Regions from separate parts of the Mus musculus genome. Here region 2 is linked to region 1. The links are chromatin contacts, called in public Hi-C maps. All regions are on one chromosome and are shown on one strand. Each heading gives the region's core, a stretch centred on a gene start, on an enhancer-like site or on the middle of the called end of the contact. The rest is flanking DNA. Distances are from core to core; before and after follow the strand shown. Region 1 holds the start of Ttc36 (tetratricopeptide repeat domain 36). Region 2 overlaps Fxyd6 (FXYD domain-containing ion transport regulator 6).

Region 1 (7,831 bases), core at 3,068-5,567:
GGTTTGGCCAAAGGATGAACTGGGGTATACCTGAACTTAAGAGGGCAGGAAGGAGCAGCAGTGTGTGCCGGAGGGTAGCTTGGCTTAGAGGCAATTCCATGGTGATCAGGGACCGGCCTCCAGGCTGCTGAGAGAAGAGTACCAGCCATGTAGGCCTAACAATTCCTGCAATAATTTACCATGCACTGATGTAGACTGGCCCACAGTGGCCAAGACACCGGCACAAATAGACACAATCAGCAAGACCCAAAGGAAGAGACCCTATGGCAACACTTCGTCTCTGTGCGGGCATAGAGGCCAGCACTGACAGTAGATGACCACAGACAGACAGACAGACAGACAGACATGCACAGGCGCCCTTCCCCTTCCCCCCCAAACGATCGTCCTTCTCTTGACCCGGTTCACTCCTCGCTGGCCTTGGCTCTCCCTCCCATATCTCGCCATGCACCGCTTTTCCAATCTCGGCTGCTCAGGTGGACTTGGGCCTAGCAAGAGAGCGTCGCGGATCCGAGGGTCGCTGGAGCATCCTGCTTTCGGGTCAGCTCACCTGGCTCCCTCCCAGAGTGAGCCCCAGCAATTGCTCAAGAAGGCTGAGCACCGCAGTCCGCTGCAAGGGCGGGGCCCGCGCCAGGCAGGACCAATCGCTGCCCGAGCAAGGGCAGGTGGCCGTTCCAGCCCCGCCCTGTCCCGCCTCCTCCCTACCCCCGCCAAGGCCTCCACCGTGAGGCTGGTTAGTAAGCAGGCGGACACAGAGCAGACGCAGTCCGAGAGTCCCGGAAGTTTTATTGGGTCCTGGTTGGGTCAGGGTCCCCCTCTCCATCATTCGGCCGGCCACGCTCAGCGCCCGTTGCTGGGCGCGCGCAGCTGCCCCATCATGTCGGCCAGCATGCGGTTGCACAGCGCGGCGTACGGGTTGAGCAGCACTAGCTGGCGCCGTGCGAACGGGCTGCCCAGTCGCGCAGCCTTCTCGAAGTCCCTGCGGGCGTCGTCGTCCCGGCCCTGAAATCTCGCCAGTAGCCCGCTCTGCACGAAGCTCTGGCGGGCGGCGCGACCCCGGCCGCCGCTCAATGTCACCGCGCGCTCCAAGTCCTCCAGGGCGCCTGCGGGCGGACAGGGAGAGGGCGGCGCAGGTCAGCCGGGTGTGGGCAACCGAGCCCCCGCCCACCTGCCGAGCAGAGCAGCCCATCCCCTCCTTCGTGCAGCAGACTTTTGAACCACGAGGGATTATTTCTAACCCGAGATGAAGGGTTGCTACAATTGGCTTGTGGGCCGCCCACGGGCAGAGCTGAGATCAAAGTCCAAGGCTCTCCTTGGCCTTGTTCCTGGTATGTCCTAACATTAATGCACCCAAACGTGAATGTTTTCTAGAGGATCTGGCCACTGTGTTAGTGAATCCATCAATTATCAAATAGTCGTAGTTCACACAAGTGGAGCCTAGCACCTACTGTGTGTTTGGTGGCCCACTTTGAACCCTAGAGTTCAAGAAATCTCATTAGCTAACAGAACTGTTTCCTCTTTTCCAATGCAGACTACGAAAGCGGCACGTTCCCCATTTTTCTCCTTCATTATCTCCACGGTCTTCATTACTCTGTATCTTATTTCATTGGAAGAAGGTCGTGGAGCCAGAGCTGGCTGCACTGTTTTATTTTCGTGATTCTCAGAGGAACGTACTTGGATTGAGTTTCAGAACTCATCCCGGAACCTCAGGCAGCCAGCTTAGGGTTTCTGTTAGGTCCACGGGCTGCTTTCTTTGGACCCTGCCTCTATTCATAGTCTCCAGTTTCCTAAAGAGGCTGCCAGGGCCCTTGCATTGCTCAGCACCATCGTGGAGAAAGGCTGAGTTTCCCTCAGAGGTCCAGGTTGGGACTGCAGACTGAGCAGCTCTGGGACCAGCTCAGTTTCCCTCTTCACAGCTAGTCTGCAGGAATCCAAGCCTCTACAAGTGGAGTTACCTCTGCATCTCCAGGCTTTCCATCTGTAGGTTGTCAACAACAACCTATGGCAGACAAGCCTCCTGTCATTAGGATGAGGTCCAAATTCTCCAGTTTAGGTTCTAGGAACACCCCACCAGCTAGTCTTACCTATGGCCTGGTCTCCAACTCCTAGTCCTATTCCCTCTATCCTATGATCCCCATTCCAGCTACAGAAACTGAATACACCAGGTTTGATCCAGATACCTTCCCTGCCCAGGCCAAATCCCTGAGTGACAACCACCTTCTCATCTGACACTTGTAGTTTGTCACTCCTGGATCTCGGTCCACCTCCGCAGGGCTCAGCTTTCCACCCATCCCTGGGGCCCGCTCCACCCTGGAGAGTGCAAGCTTCCCAGACGGATGGATGCATTCTCTCTAGGCCCCTGGCGTCTGAATTGACACATTGCTCATCTTTCAGAACTTGCCCTTCAGGAACAGGTCCCCATGCCGCTTCCTCTCAGATTTGCCTGCTGTTACCTAATGATGAGCCCCCTGGAGAGTAGTCTCATGGTTTTTAGAGCCCTGCCACCTGGGTTCCTATTCTAGCTCAGCCACTTCTTGGCTGGAGGATGACGAGGAAGCTACTCAACCTCTGTATTCTTCCTTTTCTTCGACTTTATGATGAAATGACAATACATACCCTCTGGGGTGGGGGGTCATAAGGATTGTTACTACAACCTTGTGGTGTGCATAATGCCTAGTTCCCAGTAACTGCTAGACAAACATTTTATCCTCATGCCCTGCTCTTCAAGCCTACTGCTGCCTAGAAGGCTTTTATTAAGTCCATGAGCAGAATGCAGCCTCTTGATTCTCATATAGTCTCATGAAGCTAGCAGAACCCATACTGTCTTGAATTTTATAGGTAAGAACATAGATGTCAGGGAGTTTAGTGTCTCTGTTTCTCTGCTCTCCACCCACAACCAACTCATCTCTGCCCTTCATGGGAGGGGTCCTTTCTGTGGAGGATCTCTGGTGTTTTCCCCTCACCTGCTACATCCCCCTGGAGCCGCCGGGCTTGGGCTCGGTTGTTGTAGGCAGAGGCTCTGTCAGGTAGCAGGCTAATGGCTTGGCCAAACTTCTCCAGTGCTGTGTGGAGGTCTCCAGCTTCTGCCGCCCTCACTCCCTGCAACTCCAGGGCCTTGGAGTGCTCCAACTGTGCTTGAGGGAAAACTCCATCTGCACCAGGGGAGAAACAGGCATGTGTATGGTAGGGAAGAAAACGGAAAGTCACCTTGGACTTTGGCATTCTGACCCCCAAATGAGCTGACCAGGTGTGGGTGTGGGTGCAGAGTCAGGGATAGTAGCTGAGGTCAGTAAAACCGAATTCTAACATTGCTAAAAGACCTGAGAAAGAGGCACTGGGTGGTTCTCCTTGGCTAAGAGAAGCTCAACAACTTGTTCAGTGGTGACTCGCTCTAGACCACAGGCCCAGGGTGTGGCGCTTAGATCTGAACCCGGTTCTTCAGCTTTTTGGCTTCTTCTCGTTTTGCTTTACATACTCGGACACAAAGGCCACCAAACCCATCCCAGGTCATGAAAATGACTCTAGATGTTTTTCAGTTTCTCACTCTAAAGCTTCAGTGCAGCTAAGGCTTACCTCCTGCAGAAACAAAGCCCCCCAGACATCATTATTAGGCAATGGGCCATGCTGTTCCCCTGGAAGAGCTAGCTCCATGTCTAGCTTATAACAATGTGTAACAAATGAAGCTCTGCCTGCTGTCAGGATGGGCCAACCAAGCCACCATCCCGCCCTGTTTGCCTTCCATCCTTGCTGTGGAGAGGGTGGGTGTGATGTTCAAAATGTCAAATATTTCAGGGGTTGACTTAAGCCAGCACAGATAAGCTTGGATCATGGAAGATTTTTAGTTGTAGGCTTAGAGGTATGGGACTGAATGACAGAGAGAAACTCTGGCTTTCTCTTGGGAGATTCACCCCTGCCAACACCTGACCCACACTTTGAAATTCAGAGGACCTCTCAGACTCCAGTCTCTGAAATAACCTGCAAGGGTAGAACGAGGGTTCCGGCCTCACCATGTCCTGTAGGAAATCTCAGGGGCCTGCCAGGCAGCCTATGGAGGGGTAGACACCAATGTCAAAGGCTCACCTTCATCTCCCTCCTCTGCTTCTTCCAGGTCCAATCCAACAACATCTCCAAAGGGGGTATCAGGGTTGAAGATGGCCTGCAACACTGCCTGATCATTTGGAGTCCCCATGGCTCCTAGGGCCCAAGTGGTAACTCAGTGGGTGAAGGAAGATGGTGGGGACAGGGTAGAGCCTCCAGCTGGCAGATGCTGTGAACGGAGGAGGTTCTGTTTGGGGACCGCCTCAGGTACAGAGGTGTGCCTTCCAATCCTTAGTCCAGCCTCAGTGGCCAGGGTTACTGACCTGGCAGGGTGGTTTTTCAGTATTTCCCAACCGCACCCCCACCCCCAACACAGAATAAACAAATCCTGTTTCAGCTTTAAGGTGGAGCAGAGATGGAAATTATGCTTTCACTTTATTAAAGTCTGTTTAAAGATCACTACTTAACCTCCTATTAAACGAGTTAGGCAAACAGTAACACAGCCCTTCTACCCAGAACCTCTGAGGTCCTGGATATACTTCAGTGCTCACTGAAGGTCACTCCAGACAAGGGACTGGTTGAGTGATTCCATCTTAAAGAAGGGAGGCTGGAAGGCATTAGGTAACCCATTGACAAGCCCCTCCCTCCCCCACTCCACCCCCAAGGCCAAAGGAAGCTCAGCAGAGTGCAGCAATAAACTTGACATGTTTATTAATTAAACTATCACTTAAATAAAAAAAAGTGCATAGAAAATAAACATGTTTAAAAACTCCTTTTTTTGTTTTTACAACTATGTACACTTTTTACTTTTACATTCAGTCTTTCGTAGAGAGCTTTCAGCATTATTATTTTTTGAATATTAAAGTATTTTCCTTCATCCCTGTCTCAGGGAGTTAACACTGATGGGCTTCAGACACGTTTTCCTTCCCCCCCCCCACTTTGTCTCTAACCAGAAGCTTGGAAGAACACAAGGAAAAAAAGGGAAGCAAACAAAACAAACAAAAAACCCCCAAAAGATCCATTGTACATGACACAGCTGTAGAGAAATGTCTTATTCTAGAAATGAAGCTTGCCACTGTTCAGCTCATGAAACAATTATTCAACTACCTGTATTTGCTAAGGAGACTGTTAAAGTTCAAGAAAAGAAACACCACAAATCTATTTTTTTTTCTTGGTTGAAAGACAGAACTAGTGTACCCCAGAACAAGATACCAGAAAGCACAGAACACAATTTTCCCCTAGATGCAGGTGGTGACCCCAACATTCATAACCGGAAGTAGACGAGGAGTACAGGTACCGACTGGCAACGTCCACAGGCAGGAAGAAGCCAGGTGAGAGCAGATCTGCTCTGCACGCTCCTCTCGGGACAGGCGGGCGTCTGTCATCCGTATGTGGAGTCAGCACCACCGTCACTGTCACTGGGAGCCTGACATTTCCCTGCCCCACTAGCAACTGTAGCACAATCCTTATCTATAGTGTTAAGAGAAGTAAAAGCCATGGACTGAACTAGGCTTTGTTACAATGGTGCATTCCTATATTAGTTCCTATATATATATATATTTATATTTATTTGAAAACCAAAACAAACAAACAAAAAGGTTGCAAGTTTTCAGAGTGTGAGACTTGACTGGTATTCATGATTCGGCACAAAACTATCTGTTCAATAACTTTGTATTGCTTTAAAATGAAGGAAAGGAAACGTAAAATTACACCCAGCCCTTTGCAATGACCCGCTTTTCCTTAAAAAACAACAACAACAACAACAACAATAACAACAAAAAACAACTTGGTTTCTATGAAAAAGAATCCCAAATCCAATAAAAGTTAACATCAGATGAGGCTGTGACCTCTAGTATTTTCAGGTATTTGATTGAGCGTCAGTCCTTTAGAAAGATACATTCATTAAAAGATTTTTTTGTGTATGTGTGTTGTATTTTTTTATTTTATTTTATTTTAAGTTTTTTTTTTTTCTTCTTTTCTTCTTTTTTTAAATCAAGGTTGCTGCATGGTGCTTATTGGATTGGCCGGGGTTTGACAGAGGTGAGCTGGGTCCTGAAAAAGGAGTTTGGGTTGAAAACCTAAGAAGTGCCAGGGCTTCCTCCTTAATTGTGATTGGTTTAAAAACAGGGAGGGGTTGTGCTGGACATGGGCAGCACTGAGGGAGCCCAGGGACCAAGTTCCGACCAAAGGGTCAGCGCCATGCAGCTATTCTGGTTACACAGTTGTCACTGCCACCAGGAAACGCAGCCACAACAGGTTCTAGCAGCAAAGCCGGAACCCTCGAGGTCCGCAGCTGTCACTCCTGAGGCGGTGGGTTGCCCCTTGGGGGATTCTTGGGAATGACCCAGCGCAAAGTCCTCAACCTGCACTTTTGTGCGGAGGTTCTCTTGGTCACTTTCAAAACAAAGCAGATGTGTTTTGGAGACAGCTGTGCCTTCTGTTTTGTTGCCTTCTCTCCCGCTTGTGGGGATACTCTGGCTTATCCCCCAAGTTGCTGGCAGGTATGCTGAATTTTGGCAATGGACTCAAGGCTGAGCTGAAAGAGGAATTTCTCGTTTCTGTGGTTGACAGTGAGTGGGAGGGCAAGGCAAACCAGCTGGAGGAGGAGGAAAGGTGGGTTCCCCCCGTCCTCAGGGATTGGGGTTGTAGGAAGAGGATGAGGAGGGGGCTCACAGTACAGCATGGCCTAGCAGGGCAGTGACTAGGTCTGTTAGCTGAGTTCCCCCCACCCTCTGACTGGCCTTTGGGTCTCTCAGGATGAACGCATGACCCATCAGTGCATTTAATCTTTCAGTAACAAATGCAGCTTACATTTTTTCATAAAAAAAAATTAGGAATACAAGGATTTACAAAAAAACCTCACACAGTGCAATAAGAAGGAAACCAGACACTAGTGAAACCCCTTGGGCCACTGCGTCTTGTTCATGGGCAAAGGAGGGTAGGAGGTGAGGTCTGGGTAGAGTGCTTTTCCCCAGTCCCCTGCTGGCACTTCTCCATGATGACAAGGAAATCTCTGCCATCCTGGCCACAGTGCTGGGCTTCCCACAGTGGAAACAGTGACAATGTTCCAGCAAAGCCACCAGACAAAGTTCTTAAGGTCACAGAAGGAAAGGAGCCCAGGATGGAAGGCACAGCAGAGCCACGAGTCCTGGCAGAGAGTTCTGGGCTGCATCATATTGCTTTGCTGACTTCCATAAGAGAAAGGGTGCCCTGCCCTCCACTCGGACTACGCTACCCTGAAACCTTGTGGCAGGCGCAGAGATCTGCTTGATCGTGAGTGGTCATACTGTGCTTCAGGTTCAACAATCTGCCCCGAGAGGGCAGGAGGCGGTCAGTGGGTTCTCTGCGGGTACAAGGACTTGGTGGGCAGAGAAGGAAAGGAGGTGATGGATGAGGCAGATGTGATGGCGAATGTCAAGTTGCAGCTTCTTGGTTGCTAACTCAGAAAGAGAAAGGGGAGCGAAACGGAGCCTGCTGCTTCCCACTCTGGGGCTGATCCAGAGGGAGGGGGCAATACAGCAAAGAGGAGGAGACACTGGTGTGCTAAGGTTCTGTACCCTCAGTCCTTGGCCCTGGAGGGCAGTGGCCTAATGGAGTGGGTGACCTTCTTTTTCAGTTACTATAAAGAGCAGACCCAAGGAACATTTATGTCAATGGGCACAAACGAGCTACACATGGAACAACAAAAAGTACACTTTCCAGGGGGAAGCTGGGCAGGGAAACCAGACTTTGTGTGGACAGCTGAATATTTTCTCTCACTTCATCCTATGAAAATAAAAAATCATTAAAAACCGAT
Region 2 (7,831 bases), core at 2,634-5,133, 590 kb after region 1:
CGGTGATTTGTGGAACACAATAAGGACGCCCAGCACGTTTCAGAGCCGTAGTCTAGGAAGACAGAATAGGCTGCTCGCATGACAGGACGTAGACATCACTTACTTATTCGTAATTAATGTAAAGCGAGCATTTTGGAAGCCCAGGGTTAAAGCAGAATCTTCAAAACCTTAGAACTCCATTTAAAGCCAGTAGTAAGTAATTTAAAAAAAAATCGTGCACATGTGTGTGCACATGTGTTTATAACCATTGTTTCCCTACTGCGTTTCACTGACACAGTGCACTAAAACAAGGGGTAGAAACAATCTGTGTGCTAATTAGTAAGATCATTTGCAAAGTCTGTGTACAGAGAAAACCCAAAGGCGTACAGGTAAATTATTAGAAGTGAGAGATCTTAAGATTACTGTATTTAAGACCAATTGATAAAAAACCAATTGTTTTGCTCCATACTACACAGTACGTTAATGTTTTAAAAAAAACAATATAACTTACAATGTACCAATGGATGAAACAGCTATGTGAAGGTATCTTGGCATTTCATAAGAAGCTATTGATAAGGCCCTGGGGAATCAAAAGATTTATGACACTTGAGGAATTGGAATCAGGAACATGCCAGATTCACCCAATCCCTCCAGGTAGGTCCCTGACAGTTCTTATGAAAGTCCCAAAGTTTTAAGTGATGCTGAGCGACACACTCCTGTGTTTGAGTATATGTCCAGAGGATGGACATACTCTTAAAGGATTCAGAGAAGGAGATGGAAGGCTCTCTTACAACCCAACAGGATTATTAAAAAGCTATAGTAACAGAAATACAGGATTTAATGCGTTACCATAGTCCAGAGGGAATATACCCTAAGACCACGTAGATGACTGACACCTGAAACCAACTAGGATTCAACACTAAGCATACTGTTTTCTCTATAACATCTACTTATGATAAATTTTAATATGTAAGCTAGGCATAGTAAGAGCTTAACGGCAATATGTAGAGCAATTACAAAAAACCATAAGAACAATTTTTTGTTAGCTTGTTTGTTTGTTTTTGTTTTTCAAGACAGGGTTTCTCTGTGTTGCCTTGGCTGTCCTGGAACTAACTTTGTATAGCAGGCTGGACTTGAACTCAGAAATCTGCCTGTCTCTACCTCCCAAGTGCTGGGATTAAAGGTGTGTGCCACCACTGCCTGGCAAGAACAATTCTTTTTTGTTTGTTTGTTTGTTTATTTTTCGAGACAGGGTTTCTCAGTGTAGCCCTGGCTGTCCTGGAACTCACTTTGTAGACCAGGTTGGCCTCGAACTCAGAAATCCGCCTGCCTCTGCCTCCTGAGTGAACAATTCTTAAATATGGCTTTTCCCCAGTGTATCTTGTTTTATTTTCTTGTCTGAAAAAAACACCTTACAGGATTTTTTTTTTTTTTTGACTCTGTGTCTGTTATGTTAGAGGGTTACTTAAACACACGGACAGTGATACACAACAGTTGTGCCAAAACAGAGATGCTTCTAAGTGACTGGTGGGCAGGTAGGGGTAGTATATACAGTGTGGATGTGTTGGACCAGAAGGGTGACTCATGTTCTGCAGCAGGATGGATTGGGACAGTGAGAGATTTTACCATGATCTGTGTGTTATAAACTGTATGAATTATTTATTTCTGAGACTTCTCATTGAATAAGTTCAGACCACAGTTGGCAAAAAGCAATTGAATCCATAGAAAGTTAAGGAGAGGGGCTAGAGAGATGGCTCAGTGGTTAAGAGCACTGACTGCTTTTCCAAAGGTCCTGAGTTCAAATTTCAGCAACCACATGGTGGCTCACAACCATCTGTAATGAGATCTGACGCCCTCTTCTGGTGTGTCTGAAGACAGCTACAGTGTACTTAGATATAATCATAAATAAATCTTGAAAAAAAAAAAAAGAAAGTTAAGGAGAGTATCATAGAGACAAATTAGCCGATACACCCAAAGAGGAAGCTGGGAGATAACCACACAGCCAAGCAGAAACCAGACTTGTGGTGGCGACGTGGAACACCACGAGAAGTGGCTGGCAGTTCCAAGTGGTTCTGGGACATCTGGTTATCAGAATGGGAGAAAAATAAGATTCAGACCCCTACCTCACACCTCAGTTCCAAGTGGAATACAAGTTTTGAGTGTAGCTGGGCTCAATGGTGCATGTCTGTGGTTCTGGGCACTCCTCCAGTTGCTGACTTAGGGTCTCTTAGATCCAGACACCTAATACCACAAACAAAACACAAAGCACAAACAAACCTTTAATGTGGCCTACCTGTGTGAAGAAATGTCTTTAAAAAGACACATAGGATCATCATATTAGAACTGAGAAGTTCTGTGCCCTGTAAGACAATTTTTAAAAGTAAAGACAGAGCCAGCAAGACAGCTCAGGAGCTCCAGGGTCTACCACCAGGCCTGACCCTGGGGTTTGCTCCCATGATGCCTGTGATAGGCGAGAACTCCCACCCCCCCCCCAAGATGTCATCTGACCTCTACACACCTGCTGGGGCGCATGCGCGCGCGCGCGCGCGCGCGCACACACACACACACACACACACACACACAGAGTGAGTAAATGAAATGTGAAAAAAAAGTTCTTAAGTAAAAAGACAAATCACAGGCTAAGAGGAGATATTATATTGGAATATTATATTGGAATACTCAATAACTGAGGTTTAATGTCAAGATTGGAAAAAAATGATTTGAAACAGGAAAAAGATAAGAACATCCTATCACCTGTGAAGAAACAGAAATGTCAAACACCCAATTACTAAGTGACCAGATTAATGCTACATTTTATGCCTCGAAATTGACAAAAATTGGGACATCTATTAATGCCAAACTGATCTGGATGGGGAGTGGCAGATCAATCACATCGCGCTGGCCGGATGATAGGAGGGGAATGACCGGGTGAAGAGTGATTAACTGTGCAGCACTGACGGTTTGTCACCCAAGCCGTGGTCTCAGAGCCATGCTCACTCGTGGCCGCCATTTCCAGGCTGCAGGGTGAGACCGGCCAAGGGGCCAAGCCGTATTCCCTTTAAAAGGAAACTAAGCAGGAGAGTACTTCGTGCACCATAAGTGTCGTTTGGTCGTTATGTTTTCTGGTGTCCAGGAATGAGTGGTCCCCCCCTTCCCCGCATCTGCAATATAAACAGGTTCCTCTTGAGACTGGGTGTGAGTGTTTATAACCCTATCACGTAAAGTTAGCAATGCCACGTTAAAGACACCAGATGTCCATCAACAAGAGAATGGATCAGTACACAATAGTTTGCCTTCACAATGAAATGCCAGGTGTTAAACATGAATTAACTGCAGAGCTGTGCATAGATAAATCTTCAGTACAAAGTTGATTAAGGCAAGTCCAGGGGCCTGTACATATTATAATTCTTTAAAGCTATATTAGGGGTTGGGGAGAAGGCTCAGTCAGTAAGGCATTTACCTCAAGTGTGAGGGCCTGAGTTTGATCCCCAGAACTTATGTGGAGTGGCACCTAACAGCGGTCTCAGCATTGAGAAGATGGAGAGTTTGAAGGATGGCTGGAATTTGCCAGCTAGCCAGCCAGCTAGCCCGCCGGCCTCCTTGAATCAGAATCTGTCAGCTCCAGGCTCTGTCTCAAAAGATAAAGTACGGAGTGTGTGAGGAAGACATCTGACGTGGACCTTGTGGCTCCACATGCAAGAGCATGCGCCCGCTCAGACACCCAAACACTTACATATGCACAGAATCACTCTGAGCAATGTTATTGGATATCTGGGTCAAGCATAGTTTTTAAGAAGAGCAAGGTGCATGTTCACACAGCAGGCGATGATTTGACACCTACAGGACTCTGGCTGGAAATGGTCATGGATGAAGCTCTGCTGCCCCCTGGTGTCTGATTGGTAGATGGCAGCAGGGTCACTTGTTAGACTGAGCGTGGGACCGGCCATTCTAGACAGGTTCAAGCTGTGGCCCGTCTTACCCTGCATGGAAAAGATTAAGCAGCTTTGGGCGCTCCTGATTTGCATTCTTCTCACTTCTCACTCTGTATTAGTCTTCTGAGTCTGAGAGTGACAAGTGTAACCCCACTGATACATGTCCCTGGTGTGTCCCATCAGAGTCCCCCACTTCATCACCAGAAATTGATGAGATCCACGTAGAGGGGTCAGTGACTTCCGTGGGAGGAGAGACTGGGGTTGATGCTTAGAAACCCCTATCCAGACTACCTTAACACAATTATCACCTTTAGGAGATGGGGCCTCTAGGGAAAGCTGAGAAAACAGGAAACAACAGGAAGGACACCTAAGATCACATATGGGCATCAGGGTTTGTGATAGCGTTTGGGGAACAGAAAGAGTCTTCCACCCATCACCTGATAGAAAAACACTTCCTAGGGTCTGGAGAGATGGCTCAGTGCTTAGAATGCTTACTGCTCTTCCAGAGGACTCAAATTTGGTTCCCAGCACCCATATCAGACAGCTCTTAACCACCTGTAACTCCAGCTCCTGGAGATGCCGTGAGCTGGTCTTCCTAGCCTCCAAGGACACCTGCACACATGCACACATAGACACACACTCACACATACAATATAAACATATCTTAAAAACACTTTCTGGCGGGCTGTTGACTGTGGGAGCTGGGCCCAGGGCCCCACATCTTAATGAGGCAGAAGTTGGCCCGGAAGGAGGACACTGGTGAGACATCTCCAAAGCCCTTGGGAAGGCAAGGCTTCAGCCCAGAAGCCCCACGCTAATGAGTCCCTGAGCCGTCATCTGACCTGGGCCCTACCGCTCCCCCTATGAAGGGCGATAATTATCAGCAAGTTTCTGGTTCCAGGCCTGCAGTGTGGACCTAGCACAGTGCCTGTTAAGTGTCCTGACTCATCTGGGTTAATAGTATTGGCCACACAGAGCTCTCTGAGAGTCTGATGAGAGCCTGATAAGGTGGCATTGGTCCCGGAGATTTGAAGTGGCCTCAGGTCACACAAGCTCCCCATACAGCTCAGGCTAGGACGAGGCCCTGTCAGGGTGACGGCTTACCGAGGAAGGTCTTCTGTCCCTGGAGTAATGTCTTGCTTCTTTACCCCCAGACACCATGGAGACGGTGCTGGTCCTCTGCAGCTTGCTGGCCCCTGTGGTCCTGGCGAGTGGTAAGAATCCTTTAGGGCCTTGCTGTGCCAAACTGGCAGACATAGCCCTTTCCAGCAGAAGATTCTGGCCCATTCAGACATTAGGGTTGAGATCTTAGGCCACTTTACATCTGGTCACGGGCTCTTACTGTCAGCAGAGGAAAACAGATCCTAGTTCAGGGCCCCCCTGCACGCCCTTCTCCCACTGTTTCCCACAAGGGTTCAGCAATCCTTCTGTTAATCTCTCCAGGTACCTTGGGCTCCTGTGGAATTGTAGCCTAGACTGTAATTAATCCATCCTGACTTTATATGCAGGTCACGAGCCTCCCCCACCCCTTGGTCTCAGTTTCCCCCTTTGTCACTAGATGATAATAGACCTGGTCTTTTGGAGGAAATGAAAGACATAATGTGAGCCCGGGACCCCAAAGACTCTAATTCAGGCGAGGACCCCCAAGCCCAGCTAGCCCATCTTCCATGATCTCCAGTATCTCTGCCCAGTGAACCCCCTTCACAAGGACTCTTTGGTGGGGACTAGAGGTTATGGGGCAGGTGAGAAGTCACAGGAAGTATGGCTGTCTTCCTCTTGACCATGTCACATCTTTCCCAGCAGCTGAGAAGGAGAAAGAAAAGGATCCTTTCTATTACGGTGAGTGAGCTCAGCAGCCCTGGGGGGTGGTCCCATCCAGGAGGGGCCGGCGTGACCTCCTGGCCCCGCCTCTCTCCCACCTCTCACTTCTCCTCCCTTTGCAGACTACCAGACCCTGAGGATTGGGGGGTTGGTGTTTGCTGTGGTCCTCTTCTCCGTTGGGATACTTCTCATCCTCAGTAAGTGTGTCCTTTCTCTCTACGGCTGCTAGACAGATGGGGACAGTATACAAGCCTAGCCATTTTGTCTGTGGGACAGGAGAAGGCACAGTCTTGCCTCTCCACAGTATCTCCAGGATCAATACAGGGCTGGCCATGTAGTACGTGCTCAGGAAAACAAGGAAGGCATGGCCAGAGAATGTAAGTGAGAACAGACATAGCCAAGAACCACAGACTGCATCCATAGGGCAGGGGGCTGGCCATCCCAGGAGTCAGATGCTGTTCTCGCCGTGCTCCTAGAGATGTGTCCCTGTGCATTTCCCCTACACGAGCTGTGGCGTTGTGTTTTTTTTTTTTGTTTGTTTTTTTTTTGTTTGTGGTATGAAAGGGCAAAGTTCATCATAGTGGGAAGGCAGTGAACTAGCTTGGTCTGTGATAGCAGACACATGTGGCTTGTTTACATTGAGACAGACCAGGAAGCAGAAAGCTCAGGATATAACCAAAAGTGGCTACCACCTCCAAGACCTGCCCCAACAAATCACTTTGGTTAGCTCGGCCCCACCTCCCAAAGATTCCCCCTCCCACAAACAGCACCCAGTGAGGATCAAATATCCAGACCCAACTGTGGGGGGGGGCAGGGGGCGGCGGTAGGTCTTTTGTGTTCAGGCCTGGAGCCTGGCCTTGAGCTGAGGCTGGAGTCGTGACCTTGGATGGTTTCTTTGTGTTTCAGGTCGCAGGTGCAAGTGCAGTTTCAATCAGAAGCCCAGGTAAGGGTGCTGAGGCTATCGGACAGGGAGAGGTCTGTGGAGTGAACCCCGTGGGTGTTCTTTTGTCTCAGAAAGAGAATGTGGGGAGCTGGGGTATGAATCTGGGGGGTTTCCAAGTGGCTTTAAAACAAAGCAGAGGTCATAATATGGAGGGGCAGCCTCAGATGTAAATTCCTGGGTAGGAGTGTTCTGGAACCTTGTTTAGAGGCCCTGGAGACAGGGAGGCTGGCTAGGAGAGAGGTAGCAGCCGATGGCCGCTCTGTGGTGCAGGGCAGAGACATTGGGCCTGCTTCTTATCTTTTCCTGAGGCTCTGGGCATTGTGTAGACACTTGGCCTCCTTTCTACACCGTATAAGTTATACCCCATTCATTAAAACAGCCATGGTGGCCATGGACCTCAGAAGCCAAAGTTGGGTGGCAGGCACACCCAAACCCCACCTCGGGGCAGACACTGAAGGGCCCATAAGTTCTCCAGTCACCCTACACATCCCATGGTAGAGTGTTTGAATGCTTCAGTGGGGTTGGAAGGAATAGGTTCCTGGGCTATCCACAGAGAATGGGGGATACTCTGTGGTTTGCCCTGGACATTGGTGACAGTGTGTCTCTGCTTGTCACAGGGCTCCAGGTGACGAAGAGGCCCAGGTGGAGAACCTCATCACTACAAACGGTAACCGCTGTGAAAGGCTGTGGGGCGGGGGGGGGGGGTGTCTTCCTATAGTCTTGGGGGTGGGGAGGGACTCTAGGCGCCATGAGCTGCTTTGGGCTTCAGCAGACATGCCTCTGAGGTGCCAGGAAAGGGTTCCCAGTACCCCCAGTACCTACGTGATGTTAGCGCTTCATCTGAACCACAGATGCATCATTGTATGCAAAGCACCTGCTTGCCGCCAGGCAGGCTCCATCTTTCCACGTGTGCTAAGCCCCACGAGGGCCATCATCACCTAAGTTCTTGTAACCAGTGACCGTCGAGGACCGACACCACATCTTAGTGATCCTCAATCCTGGTATCAGCCATAAGTGAGGGTTCATCATGGAACATGGTAAGGGGCCTCACACGCCATCCATCTGCCTTCTCTTCCAGCTGCGGAGCCCCAGAAGGCAGAGAACTGAGGTGCAGCCTCCAGCGTGAAGGTAGGTGCTCTCTCTCTCTGTGCTTGGC

Evidence for each region. Hi-C and Micro-C count contacts between places; a contact is called where the count stands out from the background.
Region 2: a Hi-C map of bone marrow-derived macrophages shows a contact between it and region 1, with 6 times the contacts expected there. The contact joins the enhancer-like site here to the promoter of Ttc36 in region 1. A contact is called at or near these places in 2 of 39 promoter capture datasets (neutrophils and pre-B cells), 1 of 15 datasets of contacts at CTCF or cohesin (large pre-B cells) and 2 of 484 Hi-C or Micro-C datasets (CD4 T cells and bone marrow-derived macrophages).

What each region holds. Positions count from the first base shown.
Region 1 is chr9:44,798,634-44,806,464 of GRCm38.p6, forward strand. It overlaps Ttc36 (tetratricopeptide repeat domain 36), which reads right to left and starts at 4,318. Exons shown (of 3, transcript NM_138951.1): 1 at 4,078-4,318; 2 at 2,961-3,149; 3 at 767-1,100. The coding sequence starts at 4,186. The coding sequence ends at 838. Kmt2a (lysine (K)-specific methyltransferase 2A) reads right to left here. Exons shown (of 36, transcript NM_001357549.2): 36 at 4,722-7,831. It overlaps Tmem25 (transmembrane protein 25), which reads right to left and starts at 614. Exons shown (of 8, transcript NM_001357385.1): 1 at 31-614. The coding sequence starts at 100.
Region 2 is chr9:45,384,923-45,392,753 of GRCm38.p6, forward strand. It overlaps Fxyd6 (FXYD domain-containing ion transport regulator 6), which reads left to right. Exons shown (of 8, transcript NM_022004.6): 2 at 5,066-5,125; 3 at 5,712-5,750; 4 at 5,855-5,929; 5 at 6,639-6,675; 6 at 7,293-7,342; 7 at 7,754-7,803. The coding sequence starts at 5,071. The coding sequence ends at 7,782. Among named protein-coding and RNA genes, the nearest start is that of Fxyd2, 17 kb to the right of the region's middle. Within about 2 kb of position 3,884, at least 23 of the 459 cell types and tissues checked have an H3K27ac peak or open chromatin away from gene starts, as enhancers often do. A contact at or near this core is called in bone marrow-derived macrophages, where this site is marked.